3 separate regions of the Mus musculus genome follow, and regions 1 and 2 are each linked to region 3. A link is a contact called in public Hi-C data. All regions are on one chromosome and are shown on one strand. Each heading gives the region's core, a stretch centred on a gene start, on an enhancer-like site or on the middle of the called end of the contact. The rest is flanking DNA. Distances are from core to core; before and after follow the strand shown. Region 1 has its middle 15 kb from the start of Dlk1. Region 2 has its middle 35 kb from the start of Dlk1. Region 3 overlaps Wdr25 (WD repeat domain 25).

Region 1 (4,658 bases), core at 474-2,973, 480 kb after region 3:
ATGGCTGCAGCAGCAGAAGACATAAAGAGAGACTCAGGATCCTTCTCTGTCCTGTTCTCCACAACCACACCTGGCCCAGAGACACCCCTCCCCCCAGATTCCCACAGGTCAGTTACTGGCCCAGGCCTCTGGGTGGCACTACCAGTCCTAGGCTGGAGCAGTCCCTGCCTTGCCCCGCCCCGCCCTTTCCACACCTCTCGGGACTCTTCTCATATATCCCCCTGGGGTGGCAGCCAGGACCAGGCTTCCAGGAAGGGGAGAGCCCAAAATATCTCTTCTGTCCTGTTCAAAGTAGCCCCACGGCAGGCTGAGACCGATGTACATCCCACGTTCCCTAATTGGGGGTGGACGGGACAGAGGACCACTCTGGGAAAAGGCCCTTGTTTGTACAAGGAAGGGCCAAAGGTCTCAGATCCGTGTCACCGCAGAGTCTGTGTGAAAGTGGCGCTGGCCTTCAGAGAACCACATTAGGGAGAGCTTTATGTTTGTATAGGGAAGGACAAAGGTCTGGGAACGATGTTACCACAAGAGCTGAGCAAAGTGAGACTGTCCTTCACACATCGGGGTGGGCAGTGTGGGTGAAGAAGCCACTGGAGGAAGCAGGGCTTCGTTCTTTCCATGTTCACACAGAGAAACAGCCCCTGCCTGGGCCTCTGGCTCCCTTCCGCATCCTCACACACCCCTGAACGGGCCTCTTCTGTGCGCCCCTCCTGCTGAGGGGATGTAGAAGACCTTCACCGCCCTGACACCAGGGAGCCATTTGGCCAAGCCTGGCTGTACGGATGGGAAACTGTATGGAACAGGCCGTAGTCTGGACTGTGTCTCACGTAGCTGTCTGTTCTGCTCCCATGAGGGGTGAGAGCATCCAGCCACCTGGCTGCGTTTGCTGGGAACGGACGTCAGGAGCAGTGACTGGAAGGCAGGGGGCCTAGTTGGGGAGGGAGGAACTCTGCAGGCTTGAGGCACCTTCCACCCCATATGACTGCCCAAAAAAAATACCTTGCTCGGGAGAACAAGGACCCCTCTCACATCCCCCACGTTTTAGACGGCCCATTACCACAGTTACAGACTCCTGGCTGTCTTTGGGTCCCCTCTCCTCATACACAGCTGACTCTGCCAGCTTCCTCTGCCCGGCCCCCACACTGCCAAGGCTGATAGGATTGGGCCACGGGGAGGAGTGAACCCCCAGAACTATCCGTCAGAATGCCTGGACAATCAATGCCTGGGAACGTCTGTGCTTCCAAAAATTTGTTATCGGTCTTCCTCTTGGGCCTCCTGAGCAGCCTGTATTGAGGAAGTTTGGAACAAGCAGTATGGTTCCTGGGACATGAGTTATGACAAGCCTGTGGCTTCGTGACTGGAAGGACTGGGGCCCTGGAGGGATTTATCACTCTGAAGAGAACCTTCAGAGGGCTTCATTAGGCTGAAAACGATAATGAATAGGCTCCCCTTGCCTGCATTCATTCACAACGGCTCTCCTCTTATCTGTTCCCTACAGGAGCCACTCTCTGAGGAAATGCAGACATCCCGGGGATGAACTGGTAACTGCTGCAGAGTAGGCGCCTTCCAGCCCTCTTCCTCCTCCACGTTGGCGAGGCGAGGCCAGGAGACCCGCCGGCAGGGGGCGCAGCCAGCTCGCCGAGAGCAGGGGCGCTAGGCGGGGCAGGTGTGCTGCCCGGGGAGCCAGCGGGACCCAGGGTGGTAGAAAAGTTGAGGCACGCAAAGGGGGAGTAGGGCGAGCCTTCTGGGGCCTTCAGGCCTGCACTGCCTTCCAGATAACCACATCCGGCCATGTATGGATATAAGCCAGATGCCGCCATCTCCCCCACTCTGTTTCTTTTTCTTTTAGAAGTGGTTTAAAGAGTAACACTGACTCTCTTCCGCACGACACTTTAAGGAGTGAATCCTCCTTCCACCCCAGTCCCCGCCCACTCAGCAGAGGTGAATGCAGTAACAGTTTCTTGTGTGATCTTCCTGAAACATCTATGTCTGTGTAAACATATACATAGAAAAGTGGATCTGGTACGTTCCCTTTCACACTACATAAATGAGTTCATTATATACACACTGTTCTGTCTGGAGCCTTTCTTTCTTTCTTTCTTTCTTTCTTTCTTTCTTTCTTTCTTTCTTTCTTTCTTTCTTTCTTTCTTTTTTTTTTTAAATCTTACCACTACTCATCTTGGGGATATGTGAATGTATTTTCCCTGTCTGTGTTAAACGGAACAGACGCAGGAGTGGGAGGGGGACTTGCTAAGGAGGAGAACTGCCTTTAAACTTCTACTTCTGTGTCTCTCCTCTATCTTCCCTACTCCAGCCACGCCCCACAGCACCCCACTCCTCTTCCTCTACCCCATCTCTGCCCCTTGGCCTTTCAGCTGTCGCCATGCCCTTCTTCCACCATGGCTGCCACGGTGACCGCTGGGGCTTCTTAAGGCTCTGACCTTGTAGCTTCACTTCTTGGAACCTGCCTGAGCTTTTCCTGTGGCAATGCCCAGTAAGGTCATGTTGGGGACCCCTCCAAGCTTCACCTCCTTAGGGACAGCTGCTCCCCTCACTCTTCTGAGACTCAGCTCCCAAAATAGCCAGGCGCCCGGGTGCCTGGCCTGCCCTGGCTGGGCTTCCTCCTGTTGCCGGGAAGACCTCCCCCTCCCCTGAATTGGCACACTCCTTTGAACCTATCAAGGCCCATCTCTACCTCCACTGGGATGTCTTCCAAAGGCCCTGCTGGGGCCTAGTGGCTCTCCTGGGGCCCAGCTAGAGTAGCTCACACAGTCTGACCTGACCTGCGTACTCTGTCCGTCTCGGGGCTGTTGCCCAGGGCTGGGGACTCTACTTCAGTTGTTGTGGCCTGTTCTTCCCCGCATACATTTTCCTTCCACTAGGCATGTAGCAGACTAGAATGTGCTTACAAGGTCTGCTCCACGTTGCTCCCACTTCAAAGGCCCAGTAACAAGGTTAGAGAGGGGCCAAGAAGGGTGTCCAGCGTGCTAGTGTCTATCTATGTTTCCTTAGCTCTGAGACATGAAACTCTAGACACGATCCTCTTTTCAAAACTCTTGTTTCTTCCTCCAATATGGGAGCTGAAGTCCACACTCAGGCTATCAGTTCAGACACTCTTTAGAGCCTTCCAGACTTGCCAGTGGCATTCCCAGTGCTGAGCAGTGGCTTTACCAGCGAGCATGCCAAATGAGCTCTATTCTTCTCTAGGCTCTGCATAAACGGCCAAGCTGGAACTTGTTGGGATCTTTTGTCCAGGCCAGACTCTACAGGACACACTTGTGTCCTGACAAGTGGCAGAAGTGAACAAGTAAACAACAGGGATTGAATTCTGGGGCGGAGGCAAGTGGCCACATGGGACATGAGCCTCTCAGTGTCTGGGGCAGCACAGGAGGAAGACCCCAGGGAAGACAAGAAGGGACAGAGGGACATCTGACCTTGCCCTAGTGGACACCAGTTTACGGTGGGCTTTATTGTAACTGTCTCCAAGGTCAGAGGAGATATTAAGGCTCTGGGCAGGAGTGCAGAATTGTGCCAGGCCCAACACTGGGATCCACAGGCTCCTTCTCCACTCGCCCATGGACTCCTATGGCCAGTTCCCAGGTTGACACTCCCGGACCCTCTTTGAATTTGTTCCATGGATGATGCTGTTGATCCCACGGTCAGATCTGTCCTCTGTGCTGGTTTGCCCTGCCTTCCTAGTATGGCTATCAAGAGCTTCTCAGTGTCCTTTCTGAGAGAGAGCCACCACAGATGTTTCCACAAAGTCGGGGCCAGGGAACACACGGATGCCCCCATCTGTGTCTGCAAAGCCCTCCCTGCCTGCTCTGTCTCGACAAGTGGGGGTTGGGGGCTGAGAGACCTGGGGGGGAGGGGAGACAGGCAGATGTGGAACCTGGGAACACGGCCAAGGCTTTGTTCCGGACAGTCTTCTCTATCATAAGCAGAACTAAGGAGCAGACAGGAGCAGAGAAGCTCCGAGATAATTTGGGGCTCCAGGGTACCCACAAGCAACCCACTAGCCAATCATGGTCAGGACATCCCAAGCAGGTGGCCTGGCTGCCCCCACCCTTGAGAGAGGCTCTGTCACCCTGAGGCTCAATGGCTACATTCCATGGTTGTAATAAGGACAATTTGGGCAGGTAGTGGTAACATACTCCCTTGTCCTTCTGTTTCAGGCTCTCCCTGTGGCCCACCCTCCCCCAACCCTTTCGAGGGGCTATGGGCATATAGTGCCTTAGCCTCCTCTTTCAGAGATCCATGGAATGAATATGTGACAACTGTTCAATCAAAGTCCTCGAAACTGAGTACTGGGGTGCCTGACTACAAATGGGAAGTCAAGTGGCTATGGAGTCCTTGGAGTGGGAGGCAGACAGTTGTGGCACCCTTCAGATCACATGGAAAGGGTGACCACCTCCTTCAGTTTCTCGGCAACCCAATCCTGCCTGAGGAAGAGCAGTATTTAAACACCCACTGTTGCTCTCTGGGCCAATCTGTAGCTTTACTCTAGGAACCTCCCCAGTGAAAGAGAGAGTCTCATTTTCCCTAAGGAACAGCCAGGATTGTGTCTGTAGCCTTGGCAGGATAAGGACAGGGAGGTGACAGATCCTGTCTAGACCTGGCCATGATGGTAGAAGATCTGTCAATAAAGAGTTGTGCCC
Region 2 (4,792 bases), core at 691-3,190, 460 kb after region 3:
TCTTGCTAAATCCAGACAGCCTCCAGGTGGCAGCCATCTTCTCCTGGTCCTGGGGTCCTGACTGACTATTGTTCCTGTCTGACCATGACCTCCATGTCTTGGGTGGGCTATCATCATCCTGAGACCTTGGGGGGAAAACATGACCCAAGCTGCTGTAAAGGCCACCTTCCTGGACCTGACCCTTGGAAAGGAGAATGGATTAACCTCAAGGGAGAGCCGATTTTCTTTGTGTATGTAGCTCAGGGATGGACAGGGGGCACCAGGCAGGAATATCCTGCGTCTTCGCTTTCCCCACATCTCCAGCAATTCAGGAGAGGCCTACAAAACAATGGGAGGAGAGCCAGGCAATCCAATCCGGCCCCGGGTTTCTGCAACATTCTAAACATGATCTCAGAGGACTTAGGTGACCCCCTAGAGAATGGAGGGAGGCCAAGAAATGTCAGAGCTGGGTGTGTTGGAGTTACAGTGAGGAGGGTAAGGGACAGGTAGAGAATCCTGGAATCTGTCAACTGCAGACAAGTCTAAGCTCCTTGTCAGCTAGAAGGAATGAAGAGCTGACTCTCCCTCTTGTCCTTCTCCCCACCCTGGGGACAGGCTCCAGACAGGTGAAGACATTTTCCACTGGCCCTCCTGTGACCTTACAGCAGCTTTCCTGAATACCCCCCAGCCCTCCCCAGAAACCCCATCCTGGCTCCACATGCAGCCTTGGGGACATCTGGAGAGACGGGGTTGACCTCCCCCTCTGGTTCATACATTATTGCCTTTGTCCTCTGTCTCATCCCTGCTAAGGCCATGTCCTCTGTCTCACAGGCCCCTCTCGCTCTGGTCCCCATGCCACAGTGACAATGAGCCAGGAATGCCACTTCCTCGGGATCCAACCCTGGGCTTCAAGCTGAGGCTTCTCCTCCCTACAGTTCTGCCTGCACGCCCCTCCACGGCCAGGCGGCCTCACCTTACTAGGCCCACGTGGCCTGTTTTCCCTGGGTGTCCCTCATGTGGGAGCTGTCTCTCTCCACAAGACCCCACGGCCAGTCTAGGTCTAGGCAGGGCTCCACTGGGAGCCCCAGGGAGGGGGGCGATCAGCAAAGGGCTGTGAGCACATGAAGGAATGAGAGCACGTGAATCCAGGAAGGAGGGGACTATGGCGCCTCAAAGGGTGTGGGCTGCTCTCCCCTCTCCTCTTGGAGACAACACTGCTCTGTGTGCAATCTGCTTTCCAGGCCCCTCTCCCCCTTCAGAGCAGAAGGCCAATGGGGCCTCCCTCCCCAACGTGCACCAAGGCCAAAGCTCTGGGCGTCTACCTTGCCTGCTGTCAGCGTGGGCATGACTTATGTGGCTGCTTGGCCCCTGCTCCTCCGGTATGGGGGGATTAATCACCCTGTCTCTGGAGGGGGGGCGGTGATGTTGGGCCAGAGAAACAAGGAAGGGGCTGCCTGTGTGCGTGGTGAGGCACTGAGCAAACCTTGAAACGGATGGAATGGCTGCAGGCAGGGGCCCTGGGCCCCCAGGAGGCCCCTCCGCCCCCTTGGCAGAGCAGACTGCATCAATATTCCACAGGCAGGGCTGGTGAGGCCCTGACTGACTCACACTGGCTGACTAATCTGAAAGTAAGCTGTTTCTACTGCAAGTGGGAAGCTCAGGGAATCTTAAAAACCAAGGGATGGAGCCCTGACTCGCGTTCTAGAATTTTCCTCTTGCTAGGGAGCTGCTCAGCCCCTGCTTGTGTCACATCTTTGGATTGTCCCTCTGTCATGTATCCCTGGGGAAACCGTGGCCAAACTTGGACTGGGGGGGGGGGGCTGCTGGACCCTATTAAATCAAATTCATAGAGCAATGGGGACAACAAGACAAGCAAGACAGTCCCCAAAGGATGTTCCCACAAGCGACACTCAGTGGCACATGACACAGGCCTGGGAGACAGGTCTGTGAGCCAGGATAGGCATGAAGTCTTCTCTAAGTGTGGTAAGCTGCAGGCATTGTTCCTTCTAGGCCCAGGACTCACTGTGTAAAGGGCAGGGCTAGCTCTCAAGCTACAGAGGGGGTGATCCAGAGGCACAGAGAGTGGAGGTAATGCACACAAGGCCACACAGCTGCTAAGGGTAGGTAGAATGGAGACTGGAATTCAGGGTGTTTGCTGCCACCACCATCAGCTTTCCCAGTCTAGCTCACCACACCCCACATTAAAGAGAGGTGTGGAACAAGGTCTTTCAGGCTTGAGCCGGTAATGCTGTGTGCACGCGTGCCCATGAATGTTCACGTGTGTTTGAGTGCCTGGGTGTGCGTCTTATGTGAAGGTCGGAGGTGGAGCTCAGTGACATTTCTCACTGTCTGTGTAAATACCGTCTCAGTGTCTGTGAGGTGCTGCCTGTCCACTTTGAGGTGTAAGATAGGGATCTCTTACTCAGCCTGAAGATGTCTCATTAAGACTAAGCTATGTGGCTGCTGAGCATCATCTCCTGGGCCCCGGAATGACAAGCATGCACTGATGGCTTTTAAATAAAGATTTATTCATTTTCATGGCGTCTTGGGTAGCTCACTCAAGTGAAAGGTGCCTCCAGGCCCTAAGGTGACAGTTTCCCTCTACTCTTGGCCACAGAATGAGAAGGTGGGGTAGGGAAGCTGAGACTCTTCAGACGTAAGTTCATAGGCTATGGAGGCCAGTGTCTTTCACCCACTGCAAATCGTTGGCAAACCAAGGTGACTGTGCCTCAGTTTACCCCAGAACGTGGGAATCCTAATAACAGCAGCTACTGTTTTGTTTATTTTTATTGCTTTTTTTTTTTTTCTGCACATGTTTACGAGGGTGCCTGCATGTGTGGAACCCAGAGGTTGGCGCCGCTGGGTATCTTCCTCGATCGCTGTCTTTACTCAAAATAAGACACGGCTTCACACAGAATCCGGAGCTCATGGATTCCACCAGGCTGGCTGGCCACTACCTCAGAAGATGTCTCAGTCTCCACCACTCCAGTGCTGGGGTGACATTCATGCGTCACAATGTCTGAGTTTTACATGGGTGTTGGGAATCTGAATTCAGGTCCTTATGATAGCATGGGAGACAGTTCACCCAGTGAGCTCTCCTTGCTAATAGTGTGTCCCTAAATGGGTCTCTGTACACATTATCATCACCATCCTCTCTCTGTCTCTCTGTCTCTCTGTCTCTCTGCCTATCTCTCTCTCTCTCTCTTTCTCTCTCTCTCTCTCTCTCTCTTTCTCTCTGAGACACAGTTGCCATGTAGCTCAGGCTGGCCTCCATATTGCTACCTAGCCAAGAGCAATACTGACCTTGTGATCCTTCTGCCTCAGCTTTTGGGTGCTGAGGCTACAGACCTGCACAGTTTGTGCAGAGCTGGGTACTGAACCCAGACTTTAAGCACCTATCCAGTGGGCTGTATTCCCAGCCTCACCAGCAATCCAATGCTCCCATTGAACCCTCTTCTTCAAAGGTGAATGTGATGCACACATGGACCAAGGTAAGTGAGGACTTGGGCATGGCTTAGGGGAGGCACCTGAGGACGCCATTTGACCATAGCGTCTCTGTTCTTCCCGAGCTGGCTGTGTGTTTTAGGGCAAGCGTCTCAGCCTCTCTGAGACCCAGAAGCTTCCTACAAAAAGGGATGATATCAGGCACCGTATTTCCTGGGAAACTTGGAAAGTCCTGCTGAGGCAGCTCATCAAGCAGGCCTGGCACATGGCCTGGTACTTTTAAAGTGCCGATTAGTGCTTGCCTCCGTGATTACGAGTGACTGGCACCCAGCCCGGACAGGCTCACCTGCCTTGAAGCCACAGCCCGCTCTAGGGCCACCTCCATGCTCGCTGGGAAGCTGCTTCTCTGACAGCAGATGATAGGCAAAAAAATGGAAAAAGTTAGTCCTCAGAGTGTCTTCTTTCCCAGAGGCCCCTCCTCCCACCGCGAGGCAGAGATAATATCCTCCCAAATAGGTTTCATGGAGTCAACCCATTACAAGTGAAGATAGCAGCCGTCTGTGAGTTCTTAATATCCTGCCTGGCACATGGGCAGAATAAGAGAAGAGCAGAGGCGAGACAGATCAGCTGCAAACACTCTGTCCTGTCCCTGGCCATCCATCAGCCCAGGCAAGTGTCAGGCAGCATCATAAGCCCAGCGTTTAGGAAATATGGTCACCATAGGGATGGGGTCAAATGAACCCTTTCAAAATTAGAGCTGTTTAAAATGCATTATCTTCAACACCAGCACTAGATGCAGCCAGGAGTTCCCTGGGCTTTGTAATCACACTCCACAGAGCTATTCCACAGTGAAAGAAGCTAATGAAAGCCACTGGGTTTGGTGGGGAGACAGACCCCCATAAGATGTAACAAGAGGACCCAGACAGTAGTCTAGCCCTGTTGTTCTCTGGCTGGTTCTGACCCAGTTACTTCTCCACATATGTCTCTGAAGTGGGTCATTGGTCACCCAAGCTGGGCCAACCCACTGCCTGCCAGGCGCCAGGCTGGGGCCAAGGTGCAGAGAACCCAAGAAGTGGCTCTGCCTCAGAGAAGAGACAGGGACAGGCGCCTGGGGTCCCTTGTGGTGATCTCACCCTGAATGTAGCTGTAAATTCTACTTCTGGCTGGCGAGCCCTGAATTTACATCTATAGCCTGGGCCTCTTCCTTGAGCTAGGCTGTCTAGCAGTCTTTCATGATGTCTGCACACCCATATCCCCGAGTGTCTGAGATAGAGTCCTCAGTCCTCCCTGTACCTCTTCCTGATATTGCCCAAGATGGGGATCTTTGTGACCCCTGCTTCCCAGGCACCTCACAGCTATCTTGATGAGG
Region 3 (4,720 bases), core at 1,969-4,468:
CCATCCTGCCTTTTTTTTTTTTTTTTTTTTGTAATTTAATTGTATTTATTTACTTTACATCCTGATTGCTCCCCCAACTTTTGGTCACCCCCTCACACAATCCCTTCTCTGTCCTCCCTTCCCTTCTCTGAGAGGGTAGAGGTCTCACCCCTGGAAGTTCCCCCACCCTGGCATATGTTTTGGAGAATATGACCCAACAAAGTCTTACCTATGAGGCTCTGGAGTACTTTAAGCATGCACTGGACCACATGGGGCCCCCCAGTGCATTGTGGTGGGCTTAGCTAGATCCAGGGCTTATGCCTATGTGTTGAATGTCCTGAGGCTGGAGAGGATGTTCAAGAGAGGAGAGATAGGCCTAGCACAGGGACTTCCTTTAGGGCTGAGTCAGTCTGGAGGAGTACCTGACTACCTCCGTTCTCACTATCGTACAGCCTCTGCCCCAGGGTCTCCTTCAGAGACCACAGCAGGCACCAGCAAGGTCCACTACCTACGTACTAGGCTGGTGGCCTTCAAGAGTTAACCCTCGCTACAGTGTTGCTTTTAGCACTAAAGAAGTGGTGTTAGCCAGGCAGAGAAAGCTCCCGGACATGGCTTTGGCCTTCTCTAGCCATGTGGCCTGGGATGCTGGCTTCCTGTTCCGGTTCCTTTGGTTCCTTCCCTGTACAGAGGATCACAGTCCCTGCTTTTGGAGAGCAGCAGTATAGGTTTAAGGCAACAGGCATCTGGCATCCTGTATAGGGACATAAACTGCTTCTCCTGTTGCTCTGTCCACTGGTCCTGCTGTAACCTGCTGTCCCCACCTCCACACCCCACGCCTCCCACTTCGGTGCTGCTCCCAGCCCTGCAGGAGGCAGAAGATGCCTCTTTCCCTCCTTGCTCCTTTGTGATGTTCTCTCTTGACACACTGCTGTTTTCTGAAAAGCAGAAAGGAAACAGTTTAAGTTGGGGAGGCAATCCCCAGGGCCCCATTTTACACGATTGTCCCATTTCTAAACTTGAGTTAATAAGAAGAAACAAAGTGGTAGGTCGATTTGCACAGGAGACGAATATCATCCTGACGATTATGTAAATATTTATGTGTTCTGGCATTCTCATTTGGTTACTGGTGTCTAATTTCCGAGTCTCATAATGAAGTGTAATTTGGAGGAGCTTTGCAAAGGCAGGCACGGCCTCGGAATCATTTGATATGTTCGGGAAACTTAGTTTCCGTTGGTCCTTTTCATCAGTTGTCTTTAGATCCCCTTCAAGTTCTTTGTGACTTGACAACAGCTTTCAGCCTGATGAAGACAGGGCTCTTAAACATTACTAGGAATTCAGAAGAGCTTTATAATATTGTCGCTTAATAAGAAAATGCACCCATTGGCAGGGCTTGGGATTTATAGCTTCAAATGGATTTCAGCTTGGAGTTTTAGCCCTCTGTGTTCCTGCTCTTCCCAGGGCTATGAGAACGGTTTTTTAATTAAGTCAAATTGAATTGAATGAGCTTTTATTGAACACCCCCTCTGTGCTAGACACCAGCTCCTTAACCCTTGCACTGCCCCATAGCTATGGGGAGCTGAGCCAGCCTAGGGCCTGCAGGTTTAGCCCCCATATCCACCATCTTCCAACTGGATGGTCTGCTCTGGAGGGTGGGGTTGGCAGTGGGTCTGGTTCATTCTCTCTCTCTCTCTCTCTCTCCCTCTCTCTCTCTCTGTCTCTTTCTCTCTCTCTCTGTGAGATCTGCCTGCCTCTGCCTCCCGAGTGCTGGGATGTGGGTCTGACTCTTAAGCTCATTCTTCTGAAGCCAGTTTTTAGCACAGTTGACTAAGAAGGCTCAGGCCAGTGGCTTTACATCATGTTTAGCCTTTTTTAATCTTCTAGCCACCCCATAAAGTTCCATACATTTTCCCTATCTTATATCTAAGAAAAGGAAGACTCAGAGAGGTATAGTATGAGGCTTAGGGCCACACAGCTGGTAACAGGCAGAGCTAAGATTTGAGTTCAGCATAGTCAGTCTTCTAAATTGTAGTTACTTCAAGCACCTCTCTTGAGGCCTGTGCTTTCTGGCTCGTGATCAGGTTACCCTGCTCTGAGACAGCCCAGCAGTGTGGCATGGAGCAGTGGGCCAGAGCCTTCTTGGGCACTTTCTGACTGTGTCCTAGGAAGGTGCCACTTCTCCTCTTGCCCTTTACTTGCTGGTGATGTATGGCATGACATCATCTTGGGTGGTTGCTGGTTATAAGTAGCATGTGTAAGCCATGGCTGTCATGCATTGACTCAGGCAGATACTCTCAACATGGAGGCTCTGCCTGGGCATCCCTGGCTGGTCAGGTTCATCCACGGGTCCCATCTCACATGTATATCACATGGCTGGCTGCCAATAGGATTGAGTGAATGGCAGCCTGGCACAGTATGTACCACCATTGTAGCCATTCATGAGATCTTAATGCTTAGGAAGGAGCTAGGCCTGCCAGCAGTTGAGGGAAGCTGTCAGAATAAAGGTTTGCCTGTCTCATGAAAGCGAACTTGTAAACCTAATGACTGCTGGGCTGTGGAAGAAGTGTGTCATCTGGGTTTCTCACTTGCAACAGAACTCTCTGGAAGGACAGTTGGCATCTCCCCGTTGCCGTGTGGGGGTGGACACGTTTTATGTGACAGCAAGGCAAGAAAGCTAACAGTGATCTCTGAGGAGTTATGCTCAGCTTAACCCTTTGAATTGCTACAGCTTTAACATCAGCTCCGGGAATACTCGCAGATATCTCTCGCTGTCCGTGTTCTCTCTGAAAATACAAATGACTTGAATGTCTGAGGATTTGGTAAAGCATTGGTGTTAACAGGGATAGTCAGAGTGTGCTCAGGTGCTGGGGGGAAGGTGGGAAGTTTGTCCCAGGGCTCAGATCCATGTCTCCGAGACAGGACTCCGTGTGAAGAGCTGTATGTAGAAAGCTGTCCTGTCCTGTTCCTGTCACGCTACTCTTTGATAGAATGTTTAATTGAGGCAGGTTTTCTGAGAGCATTGTTTGAAGTAACTCAGGGGTAGAAGGTAGTGTTTCCCCCCGGGATTCCACTTCCTGCTGCACATTGAAGGCAGTTGTTGTAGGCAGTGTTCTGATGCATTTGCTCCTGCCCAGTAGAGCACTCCAGGATTCCTTGGCTGCGAACCCCTCCTACTCCAGTGGAGACCAGCAGCACTCAGCCAGCCCTTTTGGCTGTGGGCAGCAGGGTGGCGCTAGACACCTGGCTTTTAGTCCCCAGGAGGCTTGCCTCTCCAGGCTGTTCTGAGCTCCTGTTTTGTGTTAGCTGTAGAATGGGGCCCCATAATGAGGTTGGGGGGTGGGAGCAGGGAGAGGCTGATGAGCCTGATGCAGAAGCTGTGCCCTGTGGGGACCTGTACTGAGCTCCACAGGAGAAGAACTCCACTGCACAGACAGGCGTGCTGCGTGCTGCCCGTGTGGGGGAGCCTGGCGCTTCCCCAGCAGGTGTCCTCCTTCAGATGGACTTGGAGCCTTGTCCCTAATGTTTATTGCCTTTCTTCTTTAGGGATAGCGATCTGCAGGTCAGGCTTATTTGCGAGATCCATATTACTTCTGATTATTTATGAATGGATTGGCCAGGGGGAGGCAACCAACTCGATTAATTCATCAGTGAGGCAGCTGGAAGGACCTGTGACAAATAGTGCAGGCTGTCATTTGGCCAAAGATTGTCTGTGCTGGGATTGTTCCCCCAGGATAACCATGATGACAAACATAATTGACATTTTTTATTAACCCTGAAATGATTAAAGATGCTGTTGCTGAATTTGTGTCAAAGTACCCAGTCCCTGGCATTTTGAGAGGACTCGGTGTGGGGCCAGTAAACAGCCTGTGCTTACTTCCTGTTCATCACTTTAATCAGCCAAGGCAGACAGACAGAGCCCTGCCTGATTTGGTCCTGAAACCAGGCCAGAGACAAGACTCTGTTTTCCAGAACTCTCTGGCATCACCGTCATGAACACACAGGAGGCACTCTGTTCAACAGTCTACTTAGTCATTGGTTAGCAGATTCTGACATTCCAAGGTGTGGGCTTGGGGGACTTTCCCTAGGAGCTGCAGTGGCAGGTGGAGGCACAGGCAGATTTGGATGGGGGGCTATGTGCTGTTTGGGGGCAGGATAGACTGTCAGACTGAGTGGGCGAGGGAGCCGTGTGGGGGGCAAGTGTAAAGAGTAAATTTTGGTTAATGTATAAATGAATGGATTTAATTACATTTTATATGTGTATATCATTGTACTTAGCTCCTATCTGATCCCTCCCTCATTTCCCCTGGTCTCTGGGTCTCCCCCCCCTCCCTCCCCCTCTCCCTCTCTCCCTCCCCCTCCCCCTCACACACATACTTTAAGTGAGGTACAGTGGTGTGCTCTTTAATCCTAGCTGTCAGGAAGCAGAAGCAGGTGGATCTCTGAGTTCCGGTCAGCCAGGACTATATGGTAAGATTCTATCTAAACAAACAAACAAACAAACAAACAAACCAGAAGCACCACCACTACTACCACCAAGAACAACAACAACAACAAAAAACCCATCAACAACAAAACTACAAAGAAAACAAAAGCCAACCCCCCCCCAAAGCAGACCGTGTTTGCCTGAGTGAAAGACATGCACCATGCGTGCTCTCGCCCCCCTGCTTGCTATCCTGTTTGCTTAGATTCCTCCCCACACGTGCCTCTGTTTACTCTTATTTTAACCTACATTTTATTTGTGAGG

The links. A called contact is a pair of places that touch in the nucleus more often than the background predicts.
Region 1: a Hi-C map of the N1E-115 cell line shows a contact between it and region 3, with 5 times the contacts expected there. The contact joins two enhancer-like sites. A contact is called at or near these places in 1 of 39 promoter capture datasets (hippocampal neurons), 1 of 15 datasets of contacts at CTCF or cohesin (the NIH/3T3 cell line), 1 of 484 Hi-C or Micro-C datasets (the N1E-115 cell line) and 7 of 115 datasets of contacts at active chromatin or transcription factors (astrocytes, craniofacial prominence, embryonic basal ganglia and 4 more).
Region 2: a contact with region 3 is called in a Hi-C map of cortical neurons, with 2.6 times the contacts expected there. The contact joins two enhancer-like sites. A contact is called at or near these places in 2 of 484 Hi-C or Micro-C datasets (cortical neurons and nephron progenitors), 9 of 115 datasets of contacts at active chromatin or transcription factors (the NIH/3T3 cell line, bone marrow-derived dendritic cells, embryonic basal ganglia and 6 more) and 1 of 9 other capture datasets (embryonic stem cells).

Annotation. Positions count from the first base shown.
Region 1 is chr12:109,436,293-109,440,950 of GRCm38.p6, forward strand. No RefSeq gene overlaps it. Among named protein-coding and RNA genes, the nearest start is that of Dlk1, 15 kb to the right of the region's middle. Within about 2 kb of position 1,724, at least 78 of the 459 cell types and tissues checked have an H3K27ac peak or open chromatin away from gene starts, as enhancers often do. A contact at or near this core is called in the N1E-115 cell line, where this site is marked.
Region 2 is chr12:109,416,486-109,421,277 of GRCm38.p6, forward strand. No RefSeq gene overlaps it. Among named protein-coding and RNA genes, the nearest start is that of Dlk1, 35 kb to the right of the region's middle. Within about 2 kb of position 1,941, at least 98 of the 459 cell types and tissues checked have an H3K27ac peak or open chromatin away from gene starts, as enhancers often do. A contact at or near this core is called in cortical neurons and forebrain, where this site is marked.
Region 3 is chr12:108,950,758-108,955,477 of GRCm38.p6, forward strand. The region is part of intron 2 of Wdr25 (WD repeat domain 25); the gene reads left to right. Among named protein-coding and RNA genes, the nearest start is that of Wdr25, 59 kb to the left of the region's middle. Within about 2 kb of position 3,219, at least 50 of the 459 cell types and tissues checked have an H3K27ac peak or open chromatin away from gene starts, as enhancers often do. A contact at or near this core is called in the N1E-115 cell line, cortical neurons and forebrain, where this site is marked.